2 separate regions of the Pan troglodytes genome follow, and region 2 is linked to region 1. The links are chromatin contacts, called in public capture Hi-C maps. All regions are on one chromosome and are shown on one strand. Each heading gives the region's core, a stretch centred on a gene start, on an enhancer-like site or on the middle of the called end of the contact. The rest is flanking DNA. Distances are from core to core; before and after follow the strand shown. Region 1 has its middle 19 kb from the start of CHCHD6. Region 2 overlaps CHCHD6 (coiled-coil-helix-coiled-coil-helix domain containing 6).

What was found. Capture Hi-C pulls out chosen DNA fragments and counts their contacts.
Region 2: a contact with region 1 is called in a capture Hi-C map of stem cell-derived neural stem cells, with 4 times the contacts expected there. The contact joins two enhancer-like sites. A contact is called at or near these places in 1 of 7 Hi-C or Micro-C datasets (stem cell-derived neural progenitor cells) and 1 of 1 other capture datasets (stem cell-derived neural stem cells).

The regions. Positions count from the first base shown.
Region 1 is chr2:129,910,150-129,917,120 of NHGRI_mPanTro3-v2.0_pri, reverse strand. No RefSeq gene overlaps it. Among named protein-coding and RNA genes, the nearest start is that of CHCHD6, 19 kb to the left of the region's middle. Within about 2 kb of position 3,525, at least 6 of the 24 cell types and tissues checked have an H3K27ac peak or open chromatin away from gene starts, as enhancers often do. A contact at or near this core is called in stem cell-derived neural stem cells, where this site is marked.
Region 2 is chr2:129,972,893-129,979,863 of NHGRI_mPanTro3-v2.0_pri, reverse strand. All of the region lies in intron 4 of CHCHD6 (coiled-coil-helix-coiled-coil-helix domain containing 6), which reads right to left. Among named protein-coding and RNA genes, the nearest start is that of CHCHD6, 43 kb to the right of the region's middle. Within about 2 kb of position 4,308, at least 8 of the 24 cell types and tissues checked have an H3K27ac peak or open chromatin away from gene starts, as enhancers often do. A contact at or near this core is called in stem cell-derived neural stem cells, where this site is marked.

The DNA of each region.
Region 1 (6,971 bases), core at 2,276-4,775:
AATGCAATAAAAACAAAGATAAATAGCTGGGACTTAATTAAACTAAAGAGTTTTTGCATGGCACAAGATCAGTCAGCAGAGTAAACAGACAATCCACAGAGCGGGAGAAAATCTTCACAATCTATATATCTGACAAAGGACTAATATCCAGAATCTGCAACAAACTCAAACAAATTAGCAAGAAAAAAAAACCATCAAAAAGTGGGCTAAGGACATGAATAGACAATTCTCAAAAGAAGATACATAAATGGCCAAGAAACATATGAAAAAATGCTCCACATCACTGATAATCAAGGAAATGCAAATCAAAACCACAATGTGATACCATCTTATGCCTGCAAGAATGACCATAATCAAAAAATAAAAAAATAATAGATGTTGATGTGGCTGCAGTGAACAGAAAACACTTCTACACTGCTGGTGGGAATGTAAACTAGTACAGCCACTATGGAAAACAGCATGGAGATTCCTTAAAGAACTAAAAGTAGAACTACTATTGATCCAGCAATCCCACTACTGGGTATCTAGCCAGAGGAAAAGAAGTCATTATACGAAAAAGATACTTGCATATGCATGTTTTTGCAGCACAATTCACAATTGCAAAAATGTGCAACCAACCCAAATGCCCATCAATCAACGAGTGGATAAAGAAATTGTGATATATATATGATGGAATACTACTCAGCCATAAAAAGGAATGAATTGATGGCATTCACAGAGACCTGGATGAGACTGGAGACTATTATTCTAAGTGAAGTAACTCAGGAATGGAAAACCAAATATCGTATGTTCTCACTCATAAGTGGGAGCTAAACTATGAGGATGCAAAGGCATAAGAATGGCACAACAGACTTCGGGGACTCAGGGGGAAAAGATGGAAAGGCAGTGAGGGATAAAAGACTACAAATTGTGTGCAGGTATACTGCTCGGGTGATGGGTGTGCCAAAACCTCATGAATCACCACTAAAAAACTTATGTAACCAAACACCACCTGTTCCCCAATAACCTATGGAAATTAAAAATTTAAAAAGAAATAAAAAAAAAGACAAAGAAACGTGACTCCCAGTGTTGAGGTGGGGCCTAGTGGGGGGTCATGGGGGCAGATCCCTCATGAAAGGCTTGGTACCCTCTCTGTGGTAATAAGTTCTTACTCTATTGGTTCATGCAAGAGCTGATTGTTCAAAAGAGTTGGGCACCTCTCCTCTCTCTCCTACTTCCTCTCTTGCTATGTGACACCTGCTCCCCTTTGCCTCTGCCATGAGTGGAAGCTTCCTGAGGCCTCCCCAGAAGAAGATACTGGTGCTATTCTTCCTGTAGAGACTGCATAACCATAAGCCAGATAAGCCTCTTTTCTTTATAAATTACCCAGTTTCAGGTATTCCTTTATAGCAACACAAAGGACTAATACAATCCCCTCTTTCAAAATCTCTGTGTAATGTTCAGTAAAAGGTTTGCCTGAGTCATCAGTGCTTTTGAGTTGGATTAGGCCTAAATGGACTTCCCCAAATTATCCCTGGACCATTGTCAAGGACCCCTCTGTTAGGGAACAGTGGGCTAACGGGGTAAAGGAGAGGGGGGACCTGGGGGAGGATATGACAGGGCCCAGAGTGCTAGGAGCATGGGATGTAGCAGGGATTATGGAAAGTGTGGTTGGATCATGAGGATGGTGGCCTTGAAAACCAGGTACAAAGCTTGGCCCCTAAGGCAGGCAGTGGGGAAGTCTTGACTTTTGGAGCAGAGGAGGGACCTGGTCCAATCTGTGCTTTGGGGAGCAAATGGACTTTGGAGCAGCCCTGGAGACAGTTGATGATGTGGCCTGTCTTAGTCCATTTGTGTTGCTATAAGGGAATACCCAAGGCTGGGTAATTGATAAAGAAAAGAATTGATATTTGGCTCATGGTTCTACAGGCTGTACAAGAAGCATGGCACCAGTATCTGCTCCTGGTGAGGGCTCGAGCTGGTTCCACTTTTATTTATTTATTTATTTTTATTTTTATTTTTTGAGACGGAGTCTTACTCTGTCGCCAGGTTGGAGTGCAGTAGTGTGATCTCGGCTCACTTCAACCTCTGCCTCCCAAGTTCAAGCCATTCTCCTGCCTCAGCCTCCCAAGTAGCTGGGACTATGGGCATGAGCCACCACGCCCAGCTATTTTTTTTTTTTTTTTTTTTGGTATTTTTTAGTAGAGACAGGATTTCACCATGTTAGCCAGGATGGTCTCGATCTCTTGAATTTGCCATCTGCCCACCTCGGTTTCCCAAAGTGCTGGGATTACAGACATGAGCCACTGCGCCCAGCCTGCTTCCACTTTTAAAGGAAGGTGAAGGGGAGCTAGCATGTGCAGAGACCATAAGGTGAGAAAGGAAGCAAGAAAGAGAGGGGGAGGCTCTTTTTAACAACCAGCTCTCAAGGGAACTCTCAGGAATTAGTACAGTGAGAATTCATGCACCCTTCCCCAGGGAGGACATTATTCATGAGGAATCCACCCCCATGACCCAAATGCCTCCCATTAAGCCCCACATCAAACATTTGGAATCAGATTTCAACATAAGATTTAGAGGGCCAAACATCCAACTATAACATTCCTTCCCTGGTCCCCCAAACCTCATGTCCTTCTCACATTGCCAAATACAATAATCTCTTCTTAACAGTCCCCAAAAGTCTTAACTTGTTCCAGCACCAACTCAAAAGTCCGAGATCCAAAGTCTCATTTTAGACTCAAGGCAAGTTCCTTACAGCTGTGAGCCTGTAAAATCAAAAACAAGTTATTTGCTTCCAAGATACAATGGCGATACAGGCATTGGGTAAACATTCTCAATTCCAAAACGGAGAAATTGGCCAAAAGAGAGGGGTAACAGGCCCCACACAAGTCTGAAACTCAGCAGGGCAGACATTCAGTCTTAAAGCTCCAGAATGATCTCCCTTGCCTCCATGTCTCACATTCTGGGCACACTGGTGTGAAGGGTGGGCTCCTAAGGCCTTGGGCAGCCATGTGAGCTATGCCCAGCAAAGCCACAGGGGTGGGGAGTTGAATGCCTGTGGCTTTTCCAGGCTGGGGTTGCATTCTCCCGGTGGCTCTACCATTCTTCTCTCTGGAGGATGGTGGCCCTGCTCCCACAGCTCCACCAGGCAGTGCCCCGTAGAGACTCTGTGCAGGGGTTCCAACCCCACATTTCCACTGGGCACTGCCTAAACAGAGTCTCTCTGTGGGGGCTCCACCCCTGTGACAGGCATCTGCCTGGGCACTCAGGCTTTCTGGTGCATCCTCTGAAATCTAGGTCAAAGGTGCCAAGCCTCCACCACTTTTGCCTTCTGGGCACCTGACACTTAACACCACATGAAGGCCATAGAGACTTATGGCTTGTGCCCTCTTCTGTGCAAAAAGGGCTCTGCCTTCATGTAGCTCTCTCTCTCTCTCAGAACAAAGGAAATGTTTTCTGGAAGCCACCAACAATCTTCTGGAGTGGCATTGGGCAGTTGTGGGTCACACACACACCCATAGACCAGGCCCTGGCAGAGGGCACAGAAGGGCTGTCTGCTTTAGACCATGGCAACTTGTTCCCTGGGCTGGACGCACTGCCTCACAAAACCAGCCCTGCCCACACCTTTATCCAAGCCCCTCCAAGTACCCCATTTGAGCAGCCATCTGTTTCCTGACAGGACCAGGCTGTGACAGGGTTGCTGCGTGTGCAGTGTGTGTGCTGCATCTGTGTCAGGGCGTATGTGTGTGCAGTGCATCAATGTGAATAAAGCATGTGTGTGTGTGTGTGTGTGAGAGTGTGAATTGCAGAAAGGGAGAGAGTGAGTCCAGACAACGAAGCTACTTGGTCCATTGTTCCCAGTCCCCATGCTCTGTTCCCACCTGCTCTCCCTCCATCCAGGAAATTCCTCGTGTGAACAAAGCCTCCAGATGGAATGAATCAGCTAAAAAGCATAAGTGGCTCAAGCAGAAAGTCAGGATCAGCCTCCTTGGCCCCAATTTCCTTTTTTTTTTTTTTTTGCTTTTCAGAGTTTTAAGCTTCAGCTTTAGCCCTGGTTTTAACCATTCAGCCAAGCGGATGTCTGCTCAGCCGGCCAAACAGCCCCAGCAGCTTCCCCTGGGGCTATGCCACAGGAAGGTCGTCCCTTATCACAGCTCTCCTGAGCGGAGCTGGCTGGAGTGGGAGAGGCAGAGGACATGGATGGCCAAGGATAGCAGGGTAAAAAGAGAACATTTGGCGCAGCAAAGCCAAATGGGCCACAGAACTCTCAGCGAGGGGGGCTAAGGTTGCTCAGAGCAGAGCTTGTTCAGCCTGCATCCCATTTCCTCTCACTAGTCTTCCTACACACACGCACACACACACCCAGACACCTGCACACACACACACAGACACCTGCACACACACACACACCTGCACGCAGAGCTGTGATCTGAAAGGCAGCCCAGACTCAGGTGGAGGCTGGGCTTCCTGATTTGTCTCAAACAAAGGCTTGTGCCTGCTCCCAGGAGCTGTCTGCTTGGAGCCCTGGGGCTCTGCAGCATGCTCAGAGCCAGTCCAGGCGTGGGCAACCACAGCCAGGCAAAAGCTCACAGCCTGAGCTCTGGAGCAGCCCAGAGCACTGTCAGAACTCACAGGGGCTGGAAACGGCAGGGGCTGAGGCCGGACAAACCATTGGTCCTGCTTAGAGCAGAGAGGGCATCAAGGAAAGCTTGTGAGATACATACATACATACATATATATATATATACATACACACACACATATGTAACGTATATATAATATATATATATTTTAATCTCTGCATTCCTCAGTTTCACCATCTGTAAAATAGGGATAATAATGGTACCTGCTTATAGGATTGACATGGGATTGTATGAATTAATACATGTAATGGATTTAGAATAATACCTGGCAAAGAGGAAATGAAACCAAGGGGTTAATTTGATCGGGGCTGCCTGGCCCGCTTGCTTTTGGCCACTCACTCACTTTTTGTTATTTTTTTTTTTTCATTTTTCCGTGAAGCTAAAGTCTGTGGTAGCCGAAGGCCTCACCACTGAATGCTGAAACTTAACCTTCACTGGCTACTTTATAGATAACATTCATCGGTCACCAAGGTCATAGTCACTTCCATTGTTTTTCAGGAACTTGGGGCAGCTCCTGTCCAGTTCGAACCAGTTGAGACCACTGACCCTTCAACTGGGCCTGCACAAGTGCCTGAGAGGTGGCTTTTTGACATCGGAGAGCCAAAACCTACACCCTCAGGTCATGCTACCACTGCTGTTTTCTGTACACATGTCCTATGAAATATCATGAACCCCGACTGCACTTGTGCAGAATGAATGTGTTGCTTCATTTCCCCACGGCCAATCACCTTTTCCCCCAAGCCTTAGAGCACCCCGATCCCCTAACCTGTAAATACCCCTAAGCCTTATCTTCCAGCAGGAGGATTTGAGGGCTGTTCTCCCACCTCCTCACTTGGCGCCCTTGAGGGAAATAACTCTTTTCTCTTTTGCAAAATTTGTCACAGTGATTGATTTACTGCAAGCGTGCAGAATGAGCCTGGACCCGGCCAGCCTCAGAAACACTCAAGTATCAATGGTTATTATTATGATATACAGCATTCCAAGGAACCTGGCACGTTGGATATTTCCATCTTACACATGAGGAAACTGAGGCTCAGACAGGGCATGTGACTTGCCTGAGGTCACACAGCAAGAAGGAGGCAGAGTCAAGATTTGAAACCAGGTCCACATGGCTCAGAAGATGAAGATTTCTCCAGGACCCCGCATGGCCTGGTCATGCCTCATGGAGCGTTGCTGGCTGGGCCCTTGGGTGTGGGATGTGGAGCTGGAGTGGAGGCAGCCTGGTTAGTGGCCGGCCTGACCATAGCAATCAGGGCCTGAGGCTCAGGAAGGGGTATGGGCATGGGGAGGGAGAAGAGTCTCCTCCTTGGGGAGGCTTGGCACCCTGCTAGCCCAGGTCCTGAGCCCAGATGGGGAAACTGTCTGGGCACCTGGCCTGGGAAGAGCCCCCTGGGGGAGTCACTCACACACCTGCCCCCAGCTCCCAGCCCTGCAGGGGTGGCTTCAACCCAGAGCTGCTAGAATGTGAAGTTACAAGAACTGTACCCTGCCTCCTCACCACAAGACTCTGATAGTTTAAGTTTTATGAGTTCATTAAATGTGTGCACAAACTTTTAAGGAAATAACATTACACTATAATGAGAGCTATAAATTGGCACTCTTCCTCTGAGTTTTCAGTGGTCATTCTAGTTGCCTACTTGGCCAAATGGCGCAGTTGTTGAGGAAAGACCTCTGTATACCCTATGCACTTTGAGCAGTTGTTGGTGTGGATGACCAAGGTGAGGAGCAAGGAGAGGGTCACCTCCTCTGTATTCAAGGTCACTATCAGAATCCTGCATCAGAACAGGGACCACCCCACTTGGCGGCTGGGGGACTTTTACCCTCCCTCCTGTAACCTCTGTCAGCCCCACTAAACAATACCCTTTAGGTAGAAACCTTGTGTTTGCATTGCAAATAGAGCTAGAAGACTGGGTCCCCCAAAGTCCCCAAATCCCCCACAAACCACCATGGGGCTGGCACAATTTTGTGCCTGTTTGCATCTGTGTCTGGCCAGTGTCCCCTCCAAAAAAAAAACTTAGCTATGGATTCCTGAAATTAAAATCCACATGCTATGCACGTCAGAGCCTGGAATGCAAAAGGAAAGGTCAGCGTTTGCTGAGAGAGAGGGTGACCTGCAGACAGCACCACGCAAGTGGTGATGCTGCAGCATAAGTGGTCCCTGGAGGACCAGGGACCCAAGGGGGCTGAGGAAGAGTATCAGAAGAGATGGCAACATAGCGAACCACTGTCTCTATTGTTTTTTTAAAAAAGGTATTAAACGCTTGATTGCCAAATTAGGAAAAACAATCTCAATAGATGTGCTGATAAATTGACTGAATATAGCTGAAAATGAAATTGACAATCTGAAGA
Region 2 (6,971 bases), core at 3,059-5,558, 62 kb before region 1:
TCTCCCTCCTACCCTTCCAGATCCTCAAGAGGTCAAGATGTTGTGCTGGGGTCAGCACGGGGCACCAACTGCCCTTGCTCAGCTGTGCCTTCTTGTGGAGACAGCAAAGGCAGGGCCCATAGCCATGATGTCAGTTCCTGGAGGAATTTCATCGATTCCTCATTAGCATGGGAGAACTGCCTGCCCACCTGTTAGAAAAACTTTCCATTTATGGTGACAGATGGGGCAGTGTTAATGGGCTGGCTTTAACTGGGAAACAAGGAAGTTCAGGCTCATTGCAAAAGGAATTAGCATTAAAGCTAGATGGGTCTGCTCATTTACAGGGAGGCTTGGGAGAAAGCTCTGGGAACTTGCCTCACATGCTAGGGGTATCCAGGCACTCAAGACTCAGGCCTAGAGGCAGCCATGCCCAACCAAGGCCTGCCCCTAGCAGACCCTCTAGCACCAAAGGCCACACTGGCTTGACCTCCATCTCAGTCCTTATCCTGAAGCAATTCCCAGGAGGGAGTCGCCAACTCTGGAGCACTTCTCTCCGATTCTGTCTGATCTGGTAGAAAACACTGCCCCCATCTGAGGTCTGGCCAGGGCCATACTTTGGACAGCCAGCCAGGGGAAGAGCTGTGTGCTTTGCCATGGGTGGCATCTTAACAGATCATCTTCCAAACAGAGACACGCACATCTGGGGTCTCAGTGGAAGCCCTGAGGTCAGCTGCCTGGAAGGCCAGATGAGCACTAGGAGAAAATAGTCAAAGACAACTCTGTGGGATATTCCCTGCTTGCTCCCCAGAAGCAACCCCCATGAATGTCTGGGCAGAATTGACAGCATTGTGCCTTCTCGAGGACCCCTCCACTGCTAACTATGGAGAACTGAGCAGCTATCCCAATTGCGCAATGTTTTGTAAATGATTCAAGCCCAGGTATGGAGAGAGGACAGGTTCTGTACTGGATGGATGTCCTCAGTTTGAGGTCCCTGAAGGCACCAGGAAAGGTGTGGCCAACCAGCATCTAGAGAACAGAGGTCCTGAACAGACGTCAGGCCAAGGTGGATGTGGGTGTTTTCAAGAGGTAATGAGGAGGCAACAAACAACAGTGGTGGATTTCCAATTGTCCCCCCATAGCCATTCTTTCCTCCTCCTTTGGTATGGAGCTTTGGCTGGGCATCCAGCTACACTGTCTAGACATTTCCTAAACAACCTGTCACTAGCAGTGGTCATGTGACTATCTTCTGGCCAACAGGGTATGTCCAGAAATGATGGAGCCCAGTTCTGGTCTTGCCCATAAAAGAGCCAAACGGGAATGCATTCACATAGCCCGTGTCCCCTTCGCACTGGTCAGGAACTGAAGAGAAATGGAGCAAACACTTTGCACCCAAGGCTGCTGAGGCTGGCAGAGCTCCCACCAGTCTTGGACTACCTTTAGACAGTTCCATGAAAGAGAAACATGTCTTTCTTATTTATGCTACTGTATCTGGGGGCCTCTCTGCTACAGCAGCTCAATCTAGACCATAACTGATAGAAGGACCCAGAGGTAGGGAGGCCAGAGAGGAGTCTAGGCATCTCCTTGTCAAAAAAGGGCATCTGGCTCAGGCCAGAAACCCAAGAGTCATTCTCAACACCTCCTTCTTTCTCACCCCACAGCCCCCATCCTCACCAAATGTGTCATTTCTTTCTCCACATAATTCTTCCCCCAGATACTGTCACTGTCCTTTGTCTGGGTCACCATGATCTCTCTGAAGGGCCCTTGGGAGTCCTGTTGATTCCCCTGCCTCTGCTCTTGCCCACTCTGCCATCTTCCCCAGAATCTCTATGAAAACCTTTCACATGCTCCCTGCTGCTTCTCAAACCCAGTTTCCTGCCATGCCCATGAGTCCCCACCCACTGTTCACACCCTTCTTGCTGGCGGCTGCATTCACTCACTGAACTCTCTACCACCCAGGCCGGGGCACACTCCCCACAAACTGCAGAGCTCCCCCTCCTCACTCTTTGTCTCCTTCCCACTTACCCTCTAGGTCGCGGCTCACATGTCCACTCCTCAGAGAAGCATTAGCTGACCTCAATCTAAATTAGGGCATCACTATCACTCTCTCTCTCTCTGCAGCAGTATGCTTATCTCAGCTGGTAATAGTTACTTGTTTGACATCTGTTTCTCCAACTGGACCAGGGGCTCCAGTAGGGTCAGGATCGGGTCACTTCTGGATGGCCAGCCCAGCCCGGGCTGCAGCCCTGCTCAGGGAACATGTCTTGAATGGATGGATGGAGCATGCAGAAAGGGGGCAGGATAGCTAAGGTACAGAGGCTCACAGAAGGGACATTTAAAGGAAGAGTAGCTACTTGGTGATAAATACCCCTTGAAGGAAATGTGAAGAAGGAAAGTTATCAGATTTGTTGGAAAGAAGATCATGGTAATTTCTTTTCTTTCTTTTTTTTTTTTTTTGGAGATGTAGTCTCACTCTGTTGCCCAGGCTAGAGTGCAGTGGCACAATCTCGGCTCACCGCCACCTCCGCCTCCCGGGTTCAAGCAAGTATCCTATCTCAGCCTCCCAAGTGGCTGAGATTACCAGCGCCCACCACCACGCCCAGCTAATTTTTGTATTTTTAGTAGAGATGGGGTTTCACCGTGTTGCCCAGGCTGGTCTCGAATTCCTGACCTCAGGTGATCCATCCGCCTTGGCTTCCCAAAGTGCTGGGATTACAGGCGTGAGCCACTGCACCCAGCCAATCATGGTAATTTCTGAGATCACGCCAAATTGTAATGAGTTTGAGAAGAAAGATTATGACTACCACTGTGATTCCAAGACACTCTATGGCAAGGAAAGGGAAGAGCCAGGAGGCAACCAGAGTAGCTGCTTGGGAAAGGTCTATTGGTTTTAGACAAGGATATCTGAGGAGAAAGTGGGGAAGTAACAGAGCAGGCTCTAAGAGGAGGGGAGGAGCTAGATCCAGGATCCAGGTCACTGGCAGAGAGGCCCCTTTTAAGAGGAGAGGAAGCAAGGAGGAGAGGGCGGTGAGGCCAGGATGGAGAGAACTCACAAGTGGATGTGGGGAGGGCACAGGAGGGTGCTGCTGGAGCGCAGCAAGAGGAAGGCAAGGCAGCAGCAGAGAGGGTAACGCCCAGGAGGTCAGAGAGCACGAACTGCATGAGAACCCAACCATCCAGCCTCTAGCGGCCCCCAGGAGCCCAGGCCCAGAAGCAGAGAAAGCAGTTGGTGGGGTTCACCCAAGGCTGGAATCCAGCAACATGAGCATGGAGGAAGTCTCCGGAAATGAAGGGAAGGAGGGTGCTGGATATATCTAGCTGTCAGTACAGACCCTGTGGGCAGGGAGACATGTCACACCATGAGACCTGATGGGCCATGAGAATTGAGTCATGATGAAATCCAAGATGGAGGTAAAGCAGATTTCTGATATACAAAGTGCCATCAGAAGTAAAATGGCAATTGGAATAAGGTTAAAGACCAGCCTTACTAGTAGGAAGACTGAGAAACATGATCCAGAAGCCAGTGGCCATGAATGCTTTTCACCTTTAGCCTCACTAAGAAAATGTTTAGGTATAATTTCTGTTGAGAGCTTACTGCAGTCTAGACATTCTCCTAGGCACTTAATTTTATCTCACTGAAACCCCATACTAACCTTATGAGTTGCACTATCATCTCGCTTTACAGCTGGGAAAACCGAACATGTATGGAGATATCCCAGATAAGCAGTAGAAATGAGCTGCAAATACAAGTCTCTCTTAGGATAACTGCAAAGTCACACGCAATTACAAAGAGCACACCAAGACCCAGATCATCTGAGTAAAGATCTTTTCCTGGGCTTCAGACCTCAGAGAAACTGAGGCATCACCAGCAGCTCCCGAGAGGGAGAAAGGAGACGAGATGAAGAGAAAAACAAAGACAGCTCCAAAAGCTTAGGCTGTCTCGGAAGAGAAGCAACCAGTAGTCCCAAAAGCCCTGTACACAGCCATGAAAGCTGAGATCGGGGCAAAAAACCCAGGGCCAGACAACTCAACTGAGGAGAGGCTCCCCCAGTACTCCCGGGCCACCTCGCGGCCCCACAGCACCCAGGCTAACCATGCTGTCCTTGGTGCCAGCAGAGCACTGCCTGTGCAGCCACGGATTAAATAAAATGTCCTGAAGTGGCAAAGCCCACTCCTCCAGAGTGAAGATTAAGGAAGCACTGCAAACAATCAAGAAGGGGAAAGGAAAAAAAAGGAAAACCTGCCACATGCCAGGCTGCCTGGAGTTAACAGCCCTACACATTTCTCATCAAAAACCTCTTTGGAAGAGGTTAAGCACACAATAGGCTATCGAAAGCACCCGCCTCGCGGCTGCTTGAAATTCCACACATGTGACATGGTGGTGTATTTCTATTAATGTCCAGTGTGTGTCAGCACGAAGATAAGGTGCCGACATCATGTCCAACCAGTCAGCTAGAGAATGGGCCCCGTGTTCAACATTGTCTGACACCTGGGAGCCCCAAGAACAGAGGCTCTTGGGCGGATCCTGCCCTGGATGCACTCACACACCAAGCGCCACTGCTGCCAGGGGAGATGTAGAGAAGGAGCAGGCCCAAGGCAAGGCAGGGCTGCCAGGCCTCCTGGGAACCACTACACACAAGCAGAAAAAACACCAGAGGCTGTATGTGTTAGGGAAGGCACCCAATCAACAGGGGAAGAGGAGAGAGAGCAGGGAGTCTGCATCAAGAAGAGGAAAGTCATGACTTTCCCAGCAAGGCTGCCCAGGCCATGCCCGCTGTGCGAGGCTGATGTGCAGGTGCTCCCTTCCCTGTGGGCACAAGCGCAGAGGCAAAGGCTCCCAGTAGAAGCCACTCCACAGAGACTGTCACTCCCAGTGTGTCTAGTCCCAGCGGCCTCAGAGCTTTGTTACCTGATACGTGTCATGCAAAAGGCTTTGCCACATACCTCTACTCTCCTCAGCAATACCCCTAAGCCACCCTGCCCAGCCACCCAAGTCCTAGCCAAGAAGAGAGTACCAGAATCCTCCAGAGAAGCCTCGCCAAGATTTGATAAGGAAGGAGGAGATGCCACCAAGTGTAGGGGGCAGGGAGTGACTTGACTCTGCTAAGAACACACCCAAGTGGGCAGGAAGCCAAGCACCCAGGGTTCCCTAACTTAGCCTCACAAGCCCAAGGTCAGTGAAACAAGTCAGTCCTGGCATCAGCAAGAATGCAAGCCCAGAGACAGCAGCCCTGAATAGCTGTATCTCCTCTCCAAGCACAAATTAACCTTAAGAGTTAGGAAAGAACAACTAGTGGGATCTGGAAGGTCTGTTTTAGAATTAAAGCTACCTGGTGGGGAGGGGTGTACTCAGGGGCCTCCGAAGCCTGAAGCCAACCCAGGTGGAGGGTTAGAACATTAGCAACCTGGTAACAGCCAGCATTCCTGCACTCAAAAGCACTCTGTTCGCTGTCCCTTTTTTGCCATGGTGGAAAATCACTACCCACTTCTATCCTTTAGACTCTATTAGTCACCCGTGCAGCTCCTCTCCTAGTGCATTTCGGGGGAGTTTGGCATAACAGAAAGGCAAGAATGTATTGACCACCTTCCATCTGCCAGACAATGTGCTGAAGGCTTTGCTCACATATTATGAAAGCATGCTAACAACTCCAGGAGAGGTGTGCCATTTGACATGTGAGGAAACTGAGGCTTGGTTAAATAATGGGTCCAGGGTCACAGAGACAGTACCTGGGGGATCTGAGCCCAGGTGTAACAGAGTCCGGACGCTGGGCTTCGCTAAGCCACGAGGCTATGGAAAGTGCCCTCGCCACCTGACCAGCATCCAGTCCCTCTTCCCTCTTCTTTAATAACATAATCCTGATTTTGTTTGGGGCAGTCACGTGTCCAGGTAAAACTGCTCACTATCCCAGCCCCCCTTTTGCAGCTAGAGGTGGCCCTGCGACACAGTTCTGCCAATGAGAATCCCAGGGAAGAGTGTCCCTCCCACACCCATATAAAATAATAAAACTTCACTAGAACAAGGCTCTCAGCCCTTCCTTCTTCCTGACTGGAAAATTGATGTCATGGCTGAAGGCACAGCAGCCCTCTGCCACCATGAGGAGAGCTGCACTGAGGACTGCCAGTCAAAAAGACAGGAGGTCCCAGCCTGGCCAACATGGTGAAACCCTGTCTCTACTAAAAATATAAAAATTAGCCAGGTGTGGTGGTGCACGCCTGTAGTCCCAGCTACTGGGGAGGCTGAGGCAGGAGAATCACTTGAACCCAGGAGGCGGAGGTTGCAGTGAGCTGAGATCGCACCACTGCACTCCAGCCTGGGTGTCAGAATGAGACTCTGTCTCGGGGAGAAAAAAAAAATACAGGAAGTGATTGGATCCCTCTGAGGCACGAAGCTACCATAACCACCTGGGATGGCTGCCCCTGGTGTCTTGTTCATGGGAAGAATACACTTCCACTTTAAGCCACTGCCAACTGGGCTTCCATTACTCACAGCCAAAGCTCCTCCTAGCTGGTGCATGTATTGGTCTACCCAAGAGCACTCAGCTCATAGCCAACACACAGGAGATAGGGCCCTGGCTCACCCACCAAGTAGACAAAGGTAAGGGAAAGAATCGGACTTTTCTCCAGCAAACACTTGTTGATGTTTCTCAGCCAAATAACCCTTTTCGATTCTATACCTTGCCAGTAGCCAGCGATGGCATCTCCCCAAGAGGGCAAACACAATCTGCTTCATTGACAAATTGAAAACATTTTTCCACAAAAAGGAAAAAGCAGAATGGTAGCTCCCCAAAAACCATGTGAATAAATTGCATAAATAGACTTAAAATAACCAAGACCCTCCCCTCTCCCCAGCCCTACTGGCATCCTAGAGGCAAGCATAGAAGTGGGAAGGCACCAGCCCAATTTCACTCTGGCAGGAGAGAAAAGGAAAATATACTGCTGTCAGGTTGTCCTAGGGCTGTAAGGGCTGCCCCACTTGATCCACACACAGAAGAGTG